Regions from separate parts of the Mus musculus genome. Here all the other regions are linked to region 1. The links are chromatin contacts, called in public ChIA-PET and HiChIP or PLAC-seq maps. All regions are on one chromosome and are shown on one strand. Each heading gives the region's core, a stretch centred on a gene start, on an enhancer-like site or on the middle of the called end of the contact. The rest is flanking DNA. Distances are from core to core; before and after follow the strand shown.

Evidence for each region. ChIA-PET counts read pairs in DNA pulled down with a chosen protein or histone mark. HiChIP or PLAC-seq counts read pairs in DNA pulled down with a chosen protein or histone mark.
Region 2: a BATF HiChIP or PLAC-seq map of CD8 T cells shows a contact between it and region 1, with 12 read pairs. The contact joins two enhancer-like sites. A contact is called at or near these places in 1 of 15 datasets of contacts at CTCF or cohesin (CD8 T cells), 12 of 484 Hi-C or Micro-C datasets (the Ba/F3 cell line, the HL-1 cell line, the N1E-115 cell line and 8 more), 6 of 115 datasets of contacts at active chromatin or transcription factors (CD8 T cells, bone marrow-derived dendritic cells, embryonic stem cells and 3 more) and 1 of 9 other capture datasets (embryonic stem cells).
Region 3: a contact with region 1 is called in a FOXA1 HiChIP or PLAC-seq map of pancreatic cancer cells. The contact joins two enhancer-like sites. A contact is called at or near these places in 5 of 484 Hi-C or Micro-C datasets (embryonic stem cells and pancreatic cancer cells), 9 of 115 datasets of contacts at active chromatin or transcription factors (Th17 cells, double positive thymocytes, embryonic stem cells and 2 more) and 1 of 9 other capture datasets (embryonic stem cells).
Region 4: an RNA polymerase II ChIA-PET map of memory CD8 T cells shows a contact between it and region 1, with 48 read pairs. The contact joins two enhancer-like sites. A contact is called at or near these places in 2 of 484 Hi-C or Micro-C datasets (bone marrow-derived macrophages and embryonic stem cells) and 11 of 115 datasets of contacts at active chromatin or transcription factors (Th17 cells, embryonic basal ganglia, embryonic stem cells and 4 more).

What each region holds. Positions count from the first base shown.
Region 1 is chr8:57,575,049-57,577,820 of GRCm38.p6, reverse strand. The region is part of intron 2 of Galnt7 (polypeptide N-acetylgalactosaminyltransferase 7); the gene reads left to right. Among named protein-coding and RNA genes, the nearest start is that of Gm25379, 27 kb to the right of the region's middle. Within about 2 kb of position 1,445, at least 206 of the 459 cell types and tissues checked have an H3K27ac peak or open chromatin away from gene starts, as enhancers often do. A contact at or near this core is called in the Ba/F3 cell line, CD8 T cells, the N1E-115 cell line and 4 more, where this site is marked.
Region 2 is chr8:57,426,337-57,429,284 of GRCm38.p6, reverse strand. No RefSeq gene overlaps it. Among named protein-coding and RNA genes, the nearest start is that of Gm34099, 25 kb to the right of the region's middle. Within about 2 kb of position 1,469, at least 64 of the 459 cell types and tissues checked have an H3K27ac peak or open chromatin away from gene starts, as enhancers often do. A contact at or near this core is called in the Ba/F3 cell line, CD8 T cells, the N1E-115 cell line and 3 more, where this site is marked.
Region 3 is chr8:57,731,392-57,734,452 of GRCm38.p6, reverse strand. No RefSeq gene overlaps it. Among named protein-coding and RNA genes, the nearest start is that of Gm2921, 67 kb to the left of the region's middle. Within about 2 kb of position 1,627, at least 30 of the 459 cell types and tissues checked have an H3K27ac peak or open chromatin away from gene starts, as enhancers often do. A contact at or near this core is called in pancreatic cancer cells, where this site is marked.
Region 4 is chr8:57,757,882-57,760,821 of GRCm38.p6, reverse strand. No RefSeq gene overlaps it. Among named protein-coding and RNA genes, the nearest start is that of Gm2921, 41 kb to the left of the region's middle. Within about 2 kb of position 1,466, at least 6 of the 459 cell types and tissues checked have an H3K27ac peak or open chromatin away from gene starts, as enhancers often do. A contact at or near this core is called in memory CD8 T cells, where this site is marked.

The DNA.
Region 1 (2,772 bases), core at 196-2,695:
AACCGTCCTTAACCCACAACCCTTTTATCTAAGAAACGCCAAGATATGTCTGATTTGCAAAGTTTAGCTTCTCAGTTGATCTACCGTATAAGCAAGCTCATTTGAAAGTGGTTTCCAGGTGAGCTTTTGTGACTACTTCTCTTCTTTGAATCCAAAAGATACTTTCTAACCAGCTTGAGATTTTTTTTTTTCACTCCTGGAAACTAGTGTATTTAGGGATTTTCCAGATTCACTTTAAAAATAAGTTCTCTTCTGACTCTCTGCTTCTTCTTTCTCCAGTAAACATGCACATAAAAAGAGATGCACAGGGACACACAGTCCCCTTGGGAATCCCCCAGCTGGGATGGGACACAGATCTGCTTTCCGTTTAAGATTCTGGTTAGCGGCAGGAGGTGTGTCTAGGCAAGCTGAAGTTCTTACAGAAATCGAAGGGTGACACATATAATATCGCCCTTACTTCTGCACAGAGGTAAGAGATTAGTTACCACATTCACAGACTGAGACTACAGAGAATGGAACGTGTGCTGGTGTGTAGTTCTGAGCTGCCTCCTCAGCAGAGCACCCATGATCTTAAATCCCCTTGCCCTCTCTTGGCACTCCTTCCCTGACACCCTCGGGGGCGGGGGGGGGGGGGCAGGCGGGGAGATCCCTCCCTAAAGTGGGGGTGACTCTTCTGCTGCCTGGACCTCATTTGGTTCACATTGATGGTCTTGTTGGAGTTGCAGTTACAGGGGATTTCATTCCCTCCTCCCGGTCACCTGTCACACAAACCATCCAGTGTGTCTGATCGTGAGTTAGAAACTCCCGTTGTCTACATTTGGCTTTTGCCAACCCCTACTCCCAGCCAGAGGTTTAAAATAGCTTCTCAGGAAAGACACACACACACATATGGGGAGCTATGGGTTCAATAAAAGAGCCCGTTTCCAAACCTAAGAGGAAAAGCAGCTATGGGTGAAGACATCCATGTTGACCTCTGTCCTCCACAGGAACACGTGGGTACTTGCACCTACGCATACATTCGCACAACACACGCAACTTTGGAAAGAAAGCAGAGCCTGTTTGCTGCCTATCTGAAATACCAACAGGGATGCCAGGGGATGCTCTCTGGACTTTTCTCTTTCTAGAATGTCTCAGGCTGTGAGGCTGTTCTCTCTGCCAAGTGATTAGCCTGTGCTGTCCGCTAAAAGGTCAAGTCCTCAGAAAAGAGAACCACTTCCAGTAGATCCAGACACTTCCAGCAGTGGCCACTGCTGCCGTGTGGACGCTCAGAGCAAATAGCAGGGGATAGGCCTGTCCTCTGGAGCTCAGCGTGGCTCCTCTGGGAACTCAGTGGCTGAGACTGCGAACAACAGCCAGAACCATTAGCCACGCCCTGCTTATCAGTGTGCAGTTCTTTGCTGTGTGCTGCTCTTGTGTGTCTGGTAAATAGGGAAGTGTCGTTGAGTCATTGTGCAGGTCCTGGGTGTTCAGGGGTTTCCCCTGAGCGTTACTTACAGTTTGGTGGAGATCAGGGGAGGGCCCCTTTGTAGTTTAAGAGGTGAACAGAGTTTATCTGTAAAAACCTTAAGGAAAAGGTCTTTCTTTTTGTGCTGCCTTGTGGCTTCAAAACCGACCGAGTTTGGCAAGATGTTGAGCTGTCTGGGGAAACTACAAAGAGCACTGGGAGAGGCTGAAAAGGACTTGACAGATAAGCAATGCCATCCTTGGATTAGGCTTTTAATTTTCCTTAAATGTCCTGTACTGGAACCTAATGTCTCCCAAGGTGTACGGAATAGAGAACACAGCCTGTGGGGTTTAAGGCCTCAGAGGACGGACTGTGGTAAGAAGCAGAAACACCTGGGGGCCTTTAACTGTTTTCTTTGGCTTTTGCTTTCCTTCAGGATTGGATCTCACAGTCGCTAAACAGGTTTTATGTCCTCCAGTCCTGTCCTTCCTGACTCCTGAAGTCCTGAGTTTGGAATCATCTGATTTCTTCTCATCTTTTCTCCTTGTCCATGAAAAGCTTCCCAGGAATATGCGTGTACCCATTTATCACAAGTACTGAGTTGTAAAGAACAGTCAAAGCCAAACACTGAGGTAGGGCCATCTTATGGTACAGGCGCGACCAGAAGAAAGGGGGCCATTTTCCACATGGAAAATCGGTCACTTTTGTGGAACTGGCTCCTTGTCACACTTAAGAAAAGAGGAGATCCCTCCCTCTGCACTTATTCTAGACTCACAGCTGGCATTCTGCAAAGCAAGCGTCTCTCGGTGAGCAGGTGCTGTCCTTGGGCCACACATTCATGAGACACTCAGGGCGGTAGAGAGGTAGGGCACACTACTGCTGGTAGCCTGTAAAACCCTATGACGATGTCCTGACGCCATACACTAAGCAGATCTCACCTGTGTTTTAGCTGCTGCTGCTGTGTGGGTCTTGGTGATGTTGTTCAAGACCAGGTTGTCAAAGTGGTTGAAGCGAGTTAAAGATCCTTTCTCTGTCTCAAGATTAAGTGGGAGTCTGGCATCCCCACGAGCGAAGGCAAGCTGTTGGATAGGCCTTGAGGCAGCTTCAGCCCTTTTTCTTCAGTGGGGATTGTGGAAGTGGTAGTACGATAGTTAGTTATGTACAGTGCTTATATCCCAAGTACACTTTAAATAAGTTAATTACCTTTGTTCACTGGGAACTAAATATGTGAAAGATGCATCAGCAGGATTGTTGTTTTGTCATTCGTACAATATATAAAATAAACATGTTACAATGTTTTTTTTAAAAAAAAAAAAACAATTTAACCT
Region 2 (2,948 bases), core at 220-2,719, 150 kb after region 1:
GACAGCTGTCTGATTTTATGCAGGACTCAAGTCGTAGTAAAATAGCTCAAGAACAGTAGCTTACGCTATATTTCTTGAATTTCAGGTCCCGACTGTTCTTTAAGCCTACAAAAGAATTGAGTCGAAGTGAATTTCTGAAGAATATCCTTGTCCTTACTGCTGTTTCACAGGTGGACAAATAACATTTCCTGGACAGCCAACTGCTTTTTCCCCTGTATCTACACAGGATCTGTTTACTCTATGTGTCTCTTGACATGTGTGAATTGCAGTATAAATAATTTGCTACTGGTAATCGGCACAGATCATGAAAATTGCAAGGCAGGGGGTGACTCATTCAATTTTTATTGAATTATTGATTCTAAATTATTCATCCTCCCCAGCCTTTGCTCCCCTTTCCTGTGTATGCAAAAGACATACTTCTGGGCTTCCAATAGCTTCTTTGTCTTGACCAATGGGGCTTTCTTTGGTCAGTAGGGTGTGCTTTGAATGAATATGTGCCTGAGTGACTTCAATTAGGTCTGCCTTACCACTGACGGTCTCTACCAAAGCACAAAGCCTCCTCCCTCAGCTCCAGCTCCTGGAAGATGACATGGGTCACTGAACTAATCCCTAACAGAGGAGTTGAGCTTATCAGTCACAGCTGACCTATCTATGGTCAGCTCATGAGATGAATAGATGTTTTTTGTGTCTTTTAAATATTGTTGCTTGAGATCTTATTTTATTTATTTTACATGTATGGGTGTTTTGCCTGCATGCGTGTCTGGGCATCATCTGCGTGCAGTGCCCGAGGAAGGCAAAAGAGGGACCAGATCACCTGGAACTGGAGGTTGTTGGCTGATTGGGTTGGGTCTGGGAACTGAACCCAGATCTTCTGGAAAGGCAACCAGTGAGCCATCTCTGCAGTCCCTACACCTTTGTTTTTAATGTTTTCCAGCCACTTCTATTTTTCTAATGTTTAAAAGGCTTTAAATGTGGTAAAAATGTATACACATAAAAATCTATCATCTTATCAATTTTTAAGCGTACAGCTTGGTGCAAAATGCATTTATCTTGTGCACCCATCGCCACCGAATTTTCTTATCATTTCATCCTGTGACACGGAAATTCTGTATGCATTGAACAGAAACTTCCTGTTTCTCCTCACCTCTAGCACCTTTGGGGCACCGTCTTCATCACGACGGCCTCTATCAATGTAACGGTTCTCACGCCGTGACTTACATAGCCGTTCTCTTCTTGTGATTGATTTGTCTAGTGCAATGTCCTCTAAGTTCCTTCATACTGTTGTATATTTGATGTAGAATCATACTGTGCTGTGTATCTACTGTGTTTTGTGTATGCTTTCACATGTAGGTTGTTTCCTCCTGTGAGTAACTCTCAGCAACATTGCTGTGAGCCTAGCTATGCAGAACTCACTTCAAGTCCCCGCTTCCGATTCCATCGAGAGATGGGATTGCCAGATCATATGGTAACTCTGTTCTTATGTTGGTGCTTTCTACAACAGCTCGTCTCCCACCAGCAAAGCTCACCACATCCTTACTGACCCATTATGTGTTTCTTTTATGAGTCATCTTGATGCCTGGGAGGTGCTATCTCAATGTGGTTTTGTACAAACGTTTGCTTTTTAAGCTACGGAGGACTTGGGACTTTTTGTTTGTTTGTTTTATGTTCTTTGCTGTTGTCGATGATATTTTGTTTTGTTTTGGTTGTTTTCTGTGACGAAGGCTGACAGAGTTGGAACACAAGTCTGGCTGATTCCAAAACCTGCAGAAACTACCAGAGAAAAAGGGTATTGCCTCTAGAATGTGTTATTTAATTAATTTGTGATATGGGGAAAAAGAAGAGAGGGGGAGAAGGGAAGTGGTGGGGGAAGGGGGACCGGGAAAGGGAGAAACGGGAGGGAGAGGGGGAGGCAGGGGGAGGGAGATCACATTGTTAAGATTGTTACTCCCTCATTCTCTTTATGGCCCTTCTTTTTATCTTTGTAAAAATCACATATTAAGTCAAATGTAGTGGTGCATGCTTGTAGTCCCAGCTCTTGGGGGTGCAGGTGGGGGAATCAGAAATTCAGGGACAGCCTGGGTTACATGACATCCCGTCTCAAAGAAACCAAAAATAAAGTGTATGAAGCACTTTCTACCCTCTAATATAGTAGGACAGTGGTTCTCAACTTTGCTAATGCTGGTGACCCTTTAATACAGTTACTCATGTTGTGGTGACCCCCCCAACCAGAAAATTATTTTCATTGCTACTTCATAAGTGTAATTTTGCTACTGTTATGTATCATAATATAAATCTCTGATATGCAGGATATCTGATATTTGACCCCACACACACAGGATAGAGAACAGCTGTACTTGGCATTAAGCTTTTTAATGTTTGCAGCATGTTTCTCCTAGCAAATTTTAAGATAGAAAACATTTTTCCACTATAATCCCTATTTATAAAATGTGAGAGATAAAAAGTATTCATAATAAATTATTTATCTATCTATCTATCTATCTATCTATCTATCTATCTATCTATCTATTTATTTTTGATACAAAGCATTTAAGTGAATACACGAGGGGGCACTACCTGGGGAAAGAGGGGAACCATCCAGGGAGGGGCCAGGAATATGGGTCATGTCATTGTGGGAGGGGAGTAATTAAGTACAAAGTACACTGACATGTATATTTTAAAATATCACAATGAAACTATGCATGTTATGAACTATGTATGCTAACCTAAGACGAATAGATATCAAAAGAAAAATTTTTTAAATTAAAAATGATCGAATGGGGCTGGTGAGATAGCTCAACGGGTAAGAGCACTGACTGCCCTTCTGAAGGTCCTGAGTTCAAATCCCAGCAACCACGTGGTGGCTCACAACCACCTGTAATGAAATCTAATGCCCTCTTCTGGTGTGCCTGAAGACAGCAACAGTGTATCTATAATAATACACAAATCTT
Region 3 (3,061 bases), core at 378-2,877, 160 kb before region 1:
CAGATCTTGTTACAGATGGTTGTGAGCCACCATGTGGTTGCTGGGATTTGAACTCCGGACCTTCGGAAGAGCAGTCGGGTGCTCTTACCCACTGAGCCATCTCACCAGCCCCGTGCCCAGAGTTTCTTTCTTCCTAACACTGATAATACTAGGTTAGCTTAGACGGCGATGATATACTAAAGAGGCAATTTCCAAATTCTGAAGTACCAGAGGTTAGGACTTCTGTATGTAAATGGCAGGAAGATACATGTTAAAGGGTTTCCTAAATAGCCATAAAACTAGGAAGAAAGAAATAAGAGACCCACTCTTTGTTGACATTTGTAACAAAAATGGTCATCACTAAATATCAAAAGAGTCATTTGGGAAAATGAGAAGATGGGGTACCCAGGTAACATGCAATATACAACATCTCTGTCCTTTTAGTGGTTAAATATCTTTCATCTCAATTTCCCATTGGATTTCCAGGCTGTAATAATCAATACTGACTGTCAATTGACAGAATCTAGCTTCATTTAGGAGTCAAACCCCTGTGCCTGTGTTTGAGGGATTTTCTAGATTAGGTCAATTGAGAAAGCATAACTCCCCCTCCCCCAGCTGTAGATAGCTCCATTTCATGGTCTGATGGGGTTCTAGATAATAATCTCTGGGGATACAGTGCTCCCAGCCATCCCTAGCCACCAAGCTCATGGCGTACCTGCCATAGTGGACTATAGCCATTATGTGAGCCAAAGAAAGCCTTTCCTTTCTTAATCTGTTTTTGTTGGGGGTTTTGTCGTAGCAGTGTGAAAATTAACTAAGATACAGGCTAAAGCTGCTGCCTGCTCATGTCTAGCAAATCTTCAGCAAATGTTTTTCACTGCCATATAAATCATGTGTTTCCAGAAGTCTTTTCCGTGACATGAAGTAGAATTCCCTCAAGTAAAGAAGAGAGGTACTCCCCTACTCTCCCCACCTCTCCTCCAATCACATCTGCTACCTTGGCCACGAAAGCTGCTGTATTAAAGTGACTCTTTTTGGTTTTTTGTTGTTTTTTTTTTTTCATGACAGCTCTCACCAATCCCTTCTGAGCCCCTCTCTCCATTAAGACTCATTCATGGGGTTCTGGGATAATGCTAAGTTGATCCAACTTTTGCCATGCTAATATGAGAGCATCAATTCAGATCCCTAGAACCCAATGTAATGCTGGATGTTAAGTTTCAAACGCAGACAAACAGCCAAAGTGCTTATTTAAAATATCTAAATGGCTGGATTGTATAGGGAAGACTCTCTGGGGGAAGGGCAGTCAAGCCTCTGGGCTGGAGAGTTGGGAGGCAGGCAGGGGTAGAGGGTGGAGTACATCAGCCATACCCTGTAACAAGTAAGGAATGAAGGAGGCTGGGAGAATTTGGAGGTCAGGACCCCTTTGATATGCTAAATAGGCACATCAACCTTTTGTCCCAGGGTTTGAGACTTAACACTGGAAGCTGCCATTCCCCATTGTGAGCAACAAAAACCCTGTCTTGAACAAGACAGAGGGAGGAGACTGACACCTGAGGCTGCACTCTGGCATCCCCGTGCACCCCATGGCACACATGCACTCAAACAAGTGAACAGGCATGCTTACACATAGCACACACACACACACACACACACACACACACACACACACAACGGACATGAGTCACTCAGGAATGGAATCCTTCCTCACCAGCTGAAACCATTCCACTCCCTGTCTTCAGATTATTTTGTGAATTCGTGTGAATGACAAGCTACTTGTGCAAATAAACACCTCAAAAATCTACCTAGAGTACAGATTTTCCTAAGTCCTCAGGCTTACTCAAGGAGAGATCTGTATTTTGTTGGATTAGTCAACTTTCTGAAATGCACATTTCAGCCATGGTAAACAGGACAGTTCATGTCAGAACTGAAATTGGAAGTCTAAGTGAATGATGACCTGTCTTTGCCATGTATCAGGGGATGGGGCACCTATTAAAACGTAACACAGGGGGAGCTAATCAGAAAGCACATGCCAACAATTTTAGAGAACAAAACAAATATCCCCATTTCCTAGTATTGTATCACGTACATGTTCAAAAAGGTAACGCTAAAATACTGGAGTAAAATATGAAAAGACAATGGACCGTAGACAGTTCTGTCAACAGAGTCCAGAGCGTTAAGGATGAAAAGAAGCCAAGCAGGCCGGGCGTGGTGGCGCACACCTTTAATCCCAGCACTCGGGAGGCAGAGGCAGGCGGATTTCTGAGTTCGAGGCCAGCCTGGTCTACAAAGTGAGTTCCAGGACAGCCAGGGCTATACAGAGAAACCCTGTCTCGAAAAAAAAAAAAAAAAAAAAAAAAAAAAAGAAAAGAAGCCAAGCAAGATTCAAGACATTTCCCATTGTCATTCTAAGCACGCAAGAAAAGCATAAAGATGAAAGCAGGCTTGGGAACTAAACATAGATTAAAGTTTAGCCAGAAGACAAGAAAAGGCGCCACGAAAGGAGAATTGCTGTGGCCAGCCAGGCCCAGAAAGACTAATGCTACACAGGCACGTGTGGGCCCTAGCTTCAAAGTCCTCGATTGGTCTGTTTAATTTGGAGTGTCTGTTCGAAATCATGAGGAGAGAAAGTACACATGAGAGAGGGGAGGGGACGGGGCCTTACAGGTGGGGATAGTCAGATAAGAAAGTGGCACGGGATCAAAGGTTTAAACAGGTTTGGGTGAGTAAGGAGACTGGTGGGAAGTCAGGGGTGGGGAGGAGGGGAGTAAAGGATGGGTTAAGCCCAAATTAATAAAAGCTTTACAGGAATCAACTGCTTTGTAAGTTAATTATACAGTTTTTTTTTAAACAGTTTGAATGAAGACACCCTGCATATGTGGACAATACTTTCCCCAGGTGAGGACATGGACTATATTAAGTGACAATCTTAATGCCATATGTGAGGTACTTCTCTCCAAAGTATTGGTCAGAGAGGCCCCAGATGCCTCCAAACAACACAGCTATTACCATTGGTCTCGGTTGCTCACCACGACTAGATGGTGAGGCCCTACTGCTGAAGGCATAATACACTTTCATTGCAGGA
Region 4 (2,940 bases), core at 217-2,716, 180 kb before region 1:
GAAAGAAATCTTTTTTTAAAAATGTACCTGTATCAACTTTACTCAATAAGCTAGCTCCCAGCTCCAATGACTTTAATTTAGGACTTTCACTCTTAAATTATACAGTGCTCTAATGTTCTGTGCAAATTAAAATGATATGTAACTTTAAAATAGTAATAAAGTCAAATAGAATAACTATATATAAATGTAAGAATGAATCTGAAAGATAGAGAACATGTTTTATTTCCTTTGCAGGGGTAGGGGAGGAGTATTCAGTAATAGTATCAGACAGAACAAAGTAACACTATGGCCTACCATTAAAAATGTGAGATAGCTTGCCATCTACTTATTCTGTGAATTATTGATTGATTCATTAGTCAAGCATTTACCCAGTAGCTGGGAAATACTAGTTCACATGCATTTACCAAAGTTCATAATACTGCTTCCTGGCAAAGCTTTCCCCTGTGAAGCTGGTCACATAATCAAATTTATAGTAGAACCAGTCAAACGCTCTATAAACCTTGCCAGGGGCTGAAAATCCTCTTAATGGATTAGAAAACCACAGCCAGATGTAACATTTAGAGGAAAGTTATTCTTTATAATAATATTACACTCTGCTACTATTGTTTAATTAAAAAAAAACAACTAAAAAATTTAAAGCAACTGAAGATGACTCAGAAAAATAAGAAAATACTGTGTATTCTTAAAGTCTTCAGCCTTTACAGAATAAAAATGTGTAGTAATCTTCACACAGGAAAATACTAGGAATAGACACCCTTAGGAGTTCAAGATGCTGTCTTCCTTATTCCTAAATTCTCCCTCCTGGCCCAGCTAGCAAAGAGCGTGCAATGGTTCACAAGGGAGCAGTTCTGAATTCTTGTTGGTACGACTGACAGTCTCTTGAACCGTAACTAGATGTTTCACAGTTAATTTGTGGATAACCTGTAAAATCCAAATTTTCTGCACTTTTATTGAGTTAAAAGAACCTGAAACTTTTCCTAAAATAGTGTCTTCTCGGTGGTACTCTGATCTAGCATGAGAAGATGAACAATTTATTCCTGAGAATTGGAGATAAACTGCATTGTGACTGCAAGACATTAGCCATGTGAAAACCATCTATCTTATGTTTGATATGGCAAGATCTTTGAAGCTGTGTGATTTATAAACATAAGTTTCGCTAGTTCATAGTTTTAGAGGCTAAAGTTCCCAAGTCAAGTACTGTTATGTGATACTATTCCTGTAGAGGAATTAGCAAGCATCTACTCAACCCATATAGACAACCATTGACAGTTCAAAGTTCATATATCACACATTGGTATTTCACATTTGTGAACCAATAAGGGGGGGGTTTACTTACAGGTAAGGGGCTATGATAGGAGTAAAAATGACATCTGTAGCACCCAAGCCGGTCCCAGCATGGGTGACAGCTCACCAAAGCTGGAAACCTAGTGTGCATTGCACAACTGTAAGTAGATCAGAAGGTTGGAGAGAGCTCTTTCTAGGTAAGTCAATAGATCTGAGCTTCTTCCTGCCATCTTGGACGATCTCTGCTTCTTCCAGATAGTTCATCATTTTTTAATACCTATCAGCAGACAGTTCAGCTTGTTTCTAAATACATATCAGCAGACATTATAGCTTATATATGCTAGGAGAGAGAGAGAGAGAGAGAGAGAGAGAAAGAGAGAGAGAGAGAGAGAGAGAGAGAGAGAGAGAGAGAGAGAGAGAGGAGTTGTTTACTTCCTGAGTTTAAAGAGCTTCCCTCCAAGATGGGAGGTTTCAATCTCAGAGGAAATGGTTACAGAAAACTTAGTCTCTGGTAAGGTCCTTCTACTTTGTCACAGCATGCTAGACAGAAAGGCTGCATGAGGTAAGAGGAAATAAGAGAAATTACACTAATTCTTTAGTATAAACCTGTTCTCAGGAGAGCTTACCTACTCCTGTTAACTTAACCTACCCCATGAACCCAGCAAGAATCCCTTCATAAGAGCAGTTGTTTTCCACTAGAGTTTGTTCTCTGTCACTGTGATAAAAACACTTAAGAAAATCAAGTTTGGTAGGAAAGGGTTATTTCATCTTGTAGTTCTTAGTCCATTATCAAGAGAAAGCAGGGGAGGAATTCAAGACAGGAAGCAGCAGACAGAAGCTGTAGCACAAATGGTGGAGGAACATTGTTTATGGCTTACTTACCTTGGCTTGCTCAGCTTTCTTCCTTTTAAAGCCCAGGCCCACCCACCCAGGAATGAGGTGCTGCCTACAGTAGACTAGGTCCTCCTAAATCAGCCAGCAACCAAGAAAAATACCCCACAGATAAGTCTGACGGAGGCAACTCTGACTTCCCAGTTAGCTTCCGTTTGTGTCAAATTGACAAAAACTAGCCAGCACAACTGACCGCTTATGATCTTGACACATCACTACCGAATAACTCCCTTATCTTCAAGATATCATGTTAATATCGTAACATAAGGTAAAGCTCAGTCCTACTTTTAAAAGTCCCACAGTCTTTAAAAAAATTCCACACTTTAATAGCTTAGTGTCTCCTTAAAATATCCAAAGTCTCTCAAATGTGGGCTGCTATAAAACACAAAATCAATTTCATATTTTCTTATTTTAAAAAGGGAAGAACCAGGGTGCAATTACAATCAGTTAAAAAACAAAATTTAAATCTAATAACATAAATAGATCACGGTCTGGTTTCTGGAATGTATTTATGATCTTCTGTGCTCCAGGGAGCTTTAGAAGCCCCAATGCTCTAGGTGACCAATGCCACAGCACACACAGGTTGTCTTCTAGGCAGGGTGGTCCACTCCATATCTACTGCTCTCCTTAGTGGTCATCTGATAGGCCTTCCTCTAATATCTTGGGGTCTCTGCCGCAGCTGAAACTTCTTTTTTTTTTTCCTTTTTTTATTAGGTATTTTCCTCGTTTACATTTCCAATGCTATCCCAAAAGTCCCCCATACCC